Linked DNA regions of Mus musculus: region 1 is linked to region 2. Evidence: chromatin contacts called from public HiChIP or PLAC-seq data. All regions are on one chromosome and are shown on one strand. The core of a region is the stretch at or near the end of the contact, and the rest is flanking DNA. Distances in the headings are between cores, read along the strand shown.

What was found. HiChIP or PLAC-seq counts read pairs in DNA pulled down with a chosen protein or histone mark.
Region 1: a contact with region 2 is called in an H3K4me3 HiChIP or PLAC-seq map of embryonic stem cells, with 59 read pairs. The contact joins the enhancer-like site here to the promoter of Casz1 in region 2. A contact is called at or near these places in 13 of 39 promoter capture datasets (the 3T3-L1 cell line, 3T3-L1-derived adipocytes, the C10 cell line and 10 more), 26 of 484 Hi-C or Micro-C datasets (the HL-1 cell line, the N1E-115 cell line, Sertoli cells and 17 more), 17 of 115 datasets of contacts at active chromatin or transcription factors (the 230-238 cell line, astrocytes, a beta-TC-6 cell line and 10 more) and 5 of 9 other capture datasets (adipose tissue, embryonic tail, embryonic trunk and 2 more).

Annotation. Positions count from the first base shown.
Region 1 is chr4:148,853,633-148,857,898 of GRCm38.p6, reverse strand. The region is part of intron 2 of Casz1 (castor zinc finger 1); the gene reads right to left. Among named protein-coding and RNA genes, the nearest start is that of Gm42352, 16 kb to the left of the region's middle. Within about 2 kb of position 2,213, at least 11 of the 459 cell types and tissues checked have an H3K27ac peak or open chromatin away from gene starts, as enhancers often do. A contact at or near this core is called in cortical neurons, embryonic stem cells, pancreatic islet and 1 more, where this site is marked.
Region 2 is chr4:148,802,940-148,807,502 of GRCm38.p6, reverse strand. Casz1 (castor zinc finger 1) reads right to left here and starts at 3,111. Exons shown (of 21, transcript NM_001159344.1): 1 at 2,989-3,111.

The DNA.
Region 1 (4,266 bases), core at 964-3,463, 51 kb before region 2:
GGGTCCTCCCCTCCTCCGGCTGGGCACGGAGCCCAAGGCTGCTGTCAGCTTGGAGGGGCCTATCAGAAATCCCCGCCCATCAGAATAGGGAATCATCAGAGGTGGCGTTGAACTGAGTCAGATCTCACCTGACTGTACAGAGGGTAATAGAGCTGCCATACAAAAGCTGGCCAGCATCACAATCCACATACAGGATGCTGGGACTCTGGACTGCACGCCCTGAAGTTCCAGTGTGATTCCCATACCGGGAAGAAAGATGCTTGCGGGAGTTACCTGGCTGTAAGGATTGGGGTTCCTTGGGCTGCCACAAGAGGACTCTTAGCTCCATTAGTCAAAACTGTTCCCCTCAGCTGCATGTTGCAGAGGAGCCACCTCTCTGGCTGCTCACCGAGGCCAGATCCCTGCTTCCTGCCTGCCATCCAGAGTGCCTCCCAGTAGCCTGGAGGTCCCTGTTCCTGGATTGAACTCAGGACATCTGCAGAGGGCCACAGTACAGCACAGAGGCTGCTGTGCACAGTCAGGCAGCGACACTGAGGACACTACTAGCCCAGCTCTGGAAAGGGTTCTGACCCCCTTACTCAACAAACACTCACTTGGCACCTACCACATGCCCAACCTCTGTCTTAAGCATTGGTTAAGGGAGATGGACGTGGAGCTCCGGCTTTAACCCAGGCAAGGATGGGGGTGCTGGAAAAGGGACGTTACCATAACCACGGAATCGACGAAACACAAGTTCTTGGAGGGCAAACAGAGAGAGTGACTGAGGAATATATGGGGTGACTTTAGGCAGTCTGAAGAGGTGACATTTAAACAACTGGAGGCCTAAACGATAAAGGAGACACAGCAGCCTGGGCCTTCTGTGTCAAGAGGGTGGGAAGGGGAAGCTGGCAGAGGGAGAACCAGCAGAAGCAGGCCACTCCACCTACCCCCTCCCCTCCTTTGGTACAAAGCCAGGCTATAAGCCCAGGAAAGTCTCAGGGAGCACCCGTGTCTACAGTAGACCCATAGCACAAAACATAGCCTAGGAAGGGTGAGAGGAGAAAACCCAAGTTGTGGGAGGACAAAGGCTTGCAGAGGCCCAGGGACCCAGGCCCACAGTCTGTTGGTGGTAGATGCAAGCCCCTCCCCGCACAGCCACCTCTGGGACAGGCCAACTCGAGTCCTGGCTACACTAGGAAGCCACAGGGCTGTGGTGACCAAGAACCAGGGCTTGCCAGCCTCTAATTCCACAGTGAAACAGCTCTGAGTGTCGGTCAGCTACCTATTCCCGTGGCGATCAAGACACAAGGCGGGCTGTAGGTGCAGAGAAAGATCAAGTACAAATCCCAGAGGGAGAGGGAGAGGGAGGCAGGCCTGTGCCTTTAAAAGAATTTTCATTTAAAGGCTCTTCTCTCTTCCACCATTTCAGTGATCTATATGCAAATATGCTAATGCATGCAAATTAAGACACCACTTTTAGTCCCAATTTAATAGAAAGCATTAAAATACCATTTTTTTTTCCAAAAAACTCCATATGCATGAAGGAAGGTTTTTTTTTTTTTCTTTTCCCTTTTTTTTTTTTTTTTTTTTTTTTTTTTACTTTTCGTTAAAGTCACATTCCGGCAGCAATTTTATGCTGTCAAAATGTTCTCAACAAGGGGAGATTTGACTGGTTTCTTCGGGAGCCAGTAACAGGAAGCTTGGGTGCAGCCTCCTTTCTTTCTTTCTTTCTTTCTTTCTTTCTTTCTTTCTTTCTTTCTTTCTTTCTTTCTTTCTTTCTTCCTTCCTTCCTTCCTTCCTTCCTTCCTTCCTTCCTTCTTTCCTTCTGTCTATCTGTCTGTCTTCCAATCTTTCAATCTTTCTTAATTTTGCTTAGGATTTGGGGCAAAGAAGGAAAGAGGCGGGAAAAAGACAACGCTGAACAAGTCATCTGGGCATCTTTCAGGATCTTTCTGCTTCCAGGCCAGGGTCCAGCTTTGTGGCTGCATCAAACTTACAGGCCAGGAAGAGTTGCACCATTGAGGCATCCTGGGTGGCTCCTGCTCTCTCTTGGGCAGGGGGCACCACAGAAGCTTATCTGCAATGATTATCACTGCTGGGCACATCGCCCACTGGCTCAGGGATTGCTGGCCATGCCTAGCATGAACATACAGTGCCCTCTGTCAAGGACAAGGGGAGGGCGTACCGGAGTGGGGGAAGGGTGTGGAATGTGAGGCTTGTGCCCCTGGGGAGGCACAGCAGCCGGAGCTACACCTTAGGGCTATCCTTACCACCTATCTTTCTGTACTCAAGCTTAGTACCTCCCCTTGGATCAGCAGATCTTTTCCAGAGCTTCCTCAAAAGGCCAAGCTAGTCACACAGCCTTCCGGTGGCTTTTGTTTATTTGGTTGGTTGGTTTGTTGTTGTTGTTGTTATTTTGTTTTGTTGAGACAGAGTTTCTCTGTGTAACCCTGACTGTCCTGGACCTCACTCTGTAGACCAGGCTGGCCTTGAACTCAGAGATCCACCTGCCTCTGCCTCCCTAGTACTGGGATAAAAGTCGTGCACCATCACCACCTGGCTCCTGTGGCTTCTTATCTTTGATATAAATGGTCTCCATCAGAACAACCGCCTACTAGCCCGTGTAGTCCCCAGACTACAGTTTGGCCCCAAATGCAAAGACTGAGTGGGGCTAGGTCAGTCATTTCAGAGGCACAGCAATCCATCTCTCTGTTTCTTTGGGCAGTCCTTTTGGAGGCCAAATTGCTCCTGGAGCCCTGACTACCCTGGCATACATATTTGACTAGCTCCTCCATGGTTCAGAACCTTTCCTTCCTGAGTGAAGTTAAGCCACTGCAGATTTCTGAAGACTACAACGTGTTCTGGCCTCTCCTGCGAGGGAGTGGGGGGGCAGGAAAAGGCAGCTCTCACCAACAGGGGCCTGCAGATGAGGTCCTACGTCCCAACTACCTGAGTGTATCCTCGCTTGGAGGCTATGGTGGACACTGCCTCCTTGCCTTCTGGGAAATCCTCCCACTTCCCCAGCTTTCGCTGTGAGGCTGTGACGCCTGCAGGAGATCCTACACTCCCCCTCTCAGAGGCCCTAAACCAGAAGCAGCACCAATCCTGCATCACCAACCAGTTAGACTCACAGAGGTGAGCCACTTTCCTCTCACCACTGATCAAATGACAATGAGTCCTGCATCTTCTCCATTGCCAGAACCAGCCTGATGGCAAACACCAGGCCTTGCTCTGCCTGGCTCAGTTAAGAACCCAAGCCAGGCAGTGCTTTCAATCCCAGCACTTGGAAGGCAGAGACAGGTGGATCTCTGTGAGTTCGAGGTCAGCCTGGTTTACAGAGCTCATTCTAGGATAGACAGCCAAAGAAACCCTGTCTTGAACAAACAAACAAACAAACAAACAAGCAAACAAGCAACTTTAAGCTGACCCCTCTCCAACCATCTGCACCACCCAGAGCCTCAGCTCTACATCCATATAATGGGAGAGAAACAAACAAAAAACAGTCACAGCTCATCCCTGCTACCTTCTGGCTCCATCTGTTCACCTCTGCAGAACAGATGGGAATACAGACAGGGTGGGGGCAGGTCTCCCCGGGCCAGGTCAGTGATGCAACTGACTCTCTGGGGTTTCACTGCTCGTAGTGGAGAACCTGAAGGCTGTAAGCCAGGAGGTCTAACACTGCTAAGAAAGCTAAGAGGGAGAGGGGAGGAGGGGAGGAAAAGGAGGGGGAGGAGGAAGGGGAGAAGGGGGAGGGGGTAAGAGGGAGGGAGAAAGGGAGGAGGGGAGAGAAGGAAGGGGAAGGAAGAGGGGGAGGTGAGGAAGGAGGAGGGGTAGGTGGGGAAAGAAGAGGGGGAGGTGAGGAAGGACGAGGGGGAGGGAGGAGGGGAGAGAAGGAAGGGGAAGAGGAGGGGCAGGTGGGGAAGGAAGAGGGGGAGAGAAGGTGACAAACAGGAGGTCAAGGAAGAGAAATTGAAAATCAGTGAAGGTGTTGAATAAAAATCAGAAAAATAAAAATCAGAAAAATACCTACATTGGGCTTTTGCTGGGCTAATAAGAATAAAGCTCCGTCCATCCCAGGAACGTATTTGAAGTAGGAGAGGGCGGAGAGAGCAAAATCAAAGCATTGGGCCTGCTAGAAGCTGGGTTGGAAGGGACAGGTATCAAACACCAAATGCCTGGGACACCCCCACCCCCCACATTGGTTCTGGGTCGGAGCTGGAGCCTGGGGCACAGAGGATACCAGTGTGTATGAAAAGACGGGAGAGGAGAGTGGGCTGGCATGACGGG
Region 2 (4,563 bases), core at 1,862-4,361:
ACTGGCTCTTTAAACGTTTTAGTGCATATGGAGTTTGATTTCTGAAAGAGATCAGTTTAACATCTCCATAGAAACCAGCAACAGATTATCATCAACAGAATAAATAACTAGTCTAATAAATTAAACAGGAGGCATAAGATCGCTGGAAACCTGATTACTGAAGTTCAACAATATTCCCCATAAACCCTCGTTAACCGCCTCTAAGGTGGCTAACAAGATGGGGTGAGGGGGTGTCTTTCGGATACGCTAGGTTCCGTGAAGACTGACGCTGGACGCTGCCAGAGGTGGAAGAAAATTCCCCTTCTCGGTCCAGGAAAGGGTCTGGGAGTTGCAGTGAGGGGCGAAGCACAAAAAGCCAAAGTTTGGGAAGTGTGAAAGTGGTTCCAATTGCGCGATACAGTGCGGGGTGCAAGGACCGCCCGGGACGCACCGCTCGGCCGCCACTGGGGCTCAAGCTAAGAGCTTTGCGCTTGGGCGCGGATCTGCCCAGCGCCCCCTCCGGGCACGTGGAGTGCAGTCAGGGCGCAGCCCCGGGGGACCAACTATCCCCCGCCCCACGCCTGGCGCAGCTGCTCCTGCTCAGCCGGGACAGCTCCCTTTAGCATGGCGGCGTGTGTGTGTGTGTGTGTGTGTGTGTGTGTGTGTGTGTGTGTGTGTGTGTGTGTGTGTGTGTGTGTGTGTGTACGCGCGCGCGCTCTGGGCGGGGGGGGGGGGGTGGTCACCAACGTTACCAGACGATCTGTTTTCCAGTTCCCTTGTGCGCTCTCACCGCGCGCCCATACCAGCTTGGAGGCGGCCTAAATTTACCAACTTTGTCCGGAGACTACTTTACCCCATCCCACCCCCAACCTCTGTGACTGTATTAAGCGTTAGCTGGACAGATACACACACCGAGGGCCGCGCCCCCCACACTCCTTTGGAGAAGCGACGTACACGCTCAGTCTCCCCAACATTCTGCCAGGTTTAGGGGAGCTCCAGCTCGGAGGAGGGGTATTATCCCTGCTGGAACACATCTTCCACCCAGGCATCTACATCTTCACCCTTCCCAGCGTGACTGGATGGAGGTCCTCGCCGCACCCAGGCCGGCTTCGCAAGCCGAAGCTGAATCTGGAGAAACTTGTCTGCGGGGAGAAGCGGTCCCTGGCCTCACTCCTCTCCTCCCCCAGCTCGGGGACCCCGGTCGGGGAAGACTTGGAAGAAGAATCTGTGCCCACCCCCTAGAGAAAAATCTATTATTATGATCTTAATCTACGCCCCCAAAGTGTCCCTCCCGCTGTGATTGACGGCGCATACACCTGTTCCCCTCTCAGAGTAGAGTCCAAACGCTGGGGACAGACATTCGCTCAACCGCTTCTCGGCCGCCCAGCGCCCGCCCGCGCCCGGGCACCCCCGCCCGCAGCCCCAGTGCTCCCCTGGTCGAATCTCTCCACCCTAGGAGGCCGCCCCCTCCCCTCCCAGGCCTTGCTCCCCGGCTTCTCCCGCTCCGGGTCGCGCTGGCTTCGAAAAGAGAGAGAAAGAACAGAAAGCAAAACTTCCTGGCGGCCGACGGTCATCAGCTGCACATTCTGCAAATGCCACCGAGTAAAAATAAACCGGCCGCCGCTCCGCCCGGCCGGCTCACCCCGGGCGCACGACTCAGCCCCCTGTCCCGGGAGGTCCACGGCTGAGGGTCTGTCTGGCAGGGTCCCCTGATTCCCGCGCACCCCTCAGAGTCCCACTCCGTCAGTTACCACTTGACGCTCCTGTATAGTGAAGGTCGACCCAAGAGTCCTGGTGGCCCAGTCATCTCCCCTTCACTGTCCCCTGTGCCCCTACATGCTCCTGTCCTCTGCCAGGAGCCGATTTCAGCCCCATGTCCTCTCCACACGCTAAACCCCCGAGGTCCTCCTCAGCCCACCTAGGGTCACAGACCCCGTCCAATCCTCTCCTATCCCTAGAGAGAGCCCCCACCTCCGGCGCCGGAGCTCACCGCTCCACCCGCAATCGGGCCTGCCAACCCAGCGTCCCAAGTCCCCGGGCGCAACTTCTCTCTCCGCGCACACAGTAGCCGCCACAACTCCCCCGGAACTTTTCCCCAGATCCAGGGCGAGCTTCAGCCGACAGCAGAGCGGTCGGAGCCAGTACCCAGCGTTGCGAGCCGGAGCCCGGGGGGGGACTCGGGGGTAGGGGGAAAGAGTAAGAAGCGCCACTTGCCGCGCTTGGAGCGGCGCACTTGAGATAAACTTCCCAGGCACAGATAGAAAAGGGGGCGCCGCTCCCCAGATCCCAGAACCCTCTTGCCTTCATTTTCCCACCCGGAGCTCCCCTTGGCACCCTGCGCCTACGCGAACACTGCCTACCTCTGCTGGCAGAACATACACCCCGGTGTCGGGGCACAAGAGCCGGCTAGAGGAGATCCCCACCCACCCCTTCCCTTGGGCAAAGTCTTGCAAAGTCACCCCAGGAGCCCCTCACCCCTGCCTCCTTCTCTCCTCCAGACAGCTCACGACCCCCCTGCAGCAGGAGGGGGCGTGGGAGAAGGAACGATCACCCAGTATTGGCAAGCACCTGCGCCCCCAGCCCACTGCGCGGAAAGCGCCCCCACCCTAGTTGCAAAGTCCTGTACTCGTGCCTGGCACCTCCCCCTCTTCTCCCCTACCCCGCCGACCCCTCAGTTGGAGTAAGTGACCCCCAGGAGCTGCAGCCCTCCCTCCACTGGAGCGGCTCGCCGGGCATTCCCCTGGTCACTGCGGGCGCCGCGCCGCCCCGCGCCGGGGTGCCAGCCCTCTGTGCCCCCTACCTCCCGTACAGCCGGAGTTGGGTGGCAGCCGCCGCTCGCAGGCTGGCTGGCTCGGTCGTTCGCTCGTTCGCCCGCTCCCAGCTGCAAGCGGCAACCCCGGGGGTAGTGAACTGCACCGGGACAAGGGTGAAACCTGGAGGCGCCCCAATAGGCCCGCAGAGGTGGAGGGCTTGAAGGGGCCGCGGTGGAAGGAGCGCCGAGTCTCTTACCTGCACTTGGGGCGGCTTTGGGTGACTTTCCAAGTCCGGGGAAAAATGTGTGTGTGTTTGGGATGGAGCGCCGCGGGCGCGCATGCGCGACCGAAGTTGCCGGATCCCGGATTTTTCGCTCCCAGTCTCCGCTCTCGCCCGCTGTGATTATGGAATTCTCCGCGGCCGAACGGGCGAGTGGGTGGCATGCAAAACCCGGGCCGGATCGCGGGGCTGGGCTCCGCTCCACCCTCACACCCCCAGACCTTCCCCTCTAGCATTCTTCCCACCCACCGCCAAGGCTGGGCTCCGCGTGCGCGCGCGGCGAGATCGGCCAGCGAAGCAGAATCAGAGCGCGCTGCTCCCTTGTGCGGTTCCGGAAGGTTTCTACACCCTCTGAATGGAGTTGAGACTGGGACAGAAGAAAGGGACAAGGGTGCGTTACTTTCCAGCTATTCTGAACCCTTTGACACCCCGAGTTTGGTTCCCACTTTTTCAATGAAAATTGGCTCTCTTTTTTGCAAGCCAGACTGTTAGAAGAGTCGAATGAAATCTTCCCTGTTTGATATTTTCTTTGCTCTTACTCTCTGCAAAGGGGAGTTTTCATTCAGCCCCTTATGCAAGAAATAAATCCTTAAGTGAGCAAGACAGGCCACGCAGAACAACCTTACTCTATGCGTGGGAGGAGGGCAAATCATGTGCATTAAAACGAGAATGCTGCAAAGTGAAAGATCCACGGAGAAAGCAGAGTGTCTTGGGGGAGACGATCCCTTGGCCTGGAGATGGGAGGTGACAGCCGTTTTCATCTCCCCTGAAGGACACTTTGCATCCTTGCAATACCCTAGCAGGGCCTCTTAGCTGTCTACGCGGGTCACCGGTCCTCTGGCCCTAACACCTGGTCCTTCCTCTCCCAGTCAGGCTACCACACCCCAGCATAGACTCAGCGATGATACCCATTTTGTTCCTACTGCAGAATTCAGGATGGAAATTCAGGAAGTGAGACCAAAAAAAAAAAAAAAAAAAAATCAAAGGCGAAGGACCCCCAGGCAAGATGAGTTAGAAACTGACCGCTGTAATAGGCAAATTATTAATTGCATAAATAAGCAAAAGTGCAAAGCATAATCCAACTTCGAGGTGCACTTTACACAGTGAGTTCTGCTCAGAGAAAATGCCGCCCACAATGCCCAGCCCTGCTGGGGACTGGGGCCTACTGGAAAGCTTTTGCTCTGCTTCATGACCCTACTGTCTTGCCTGGCCAGCGCTAGGACAGTCGCCTGCTGGGATGTGTTCCCTGCCCTGCTGTGAGCTCAAAGTTCATTGGTCCAGAGGCAAATGACCAGAGTCTGAGGCTCTCTGGCCCTGAGGTGGTAGAGTTCCTAAATAAAACCTCTGGGTCAGTGCTGTGAGGTGTCACACACTCCTCAGATGCTATGGTAAGTGACAGCTGTGTCACACTTGTAGGAAAATAAACTGGAGCAAAACAAAAACATACACAACAACAACAACAAATCCAGACCTCACTACTCAGATTTGACAGCCCACGAAGAGCAGATTTGGGGGTTTGGACAACCCCAAATCCACCAGTTCATCTTGGTC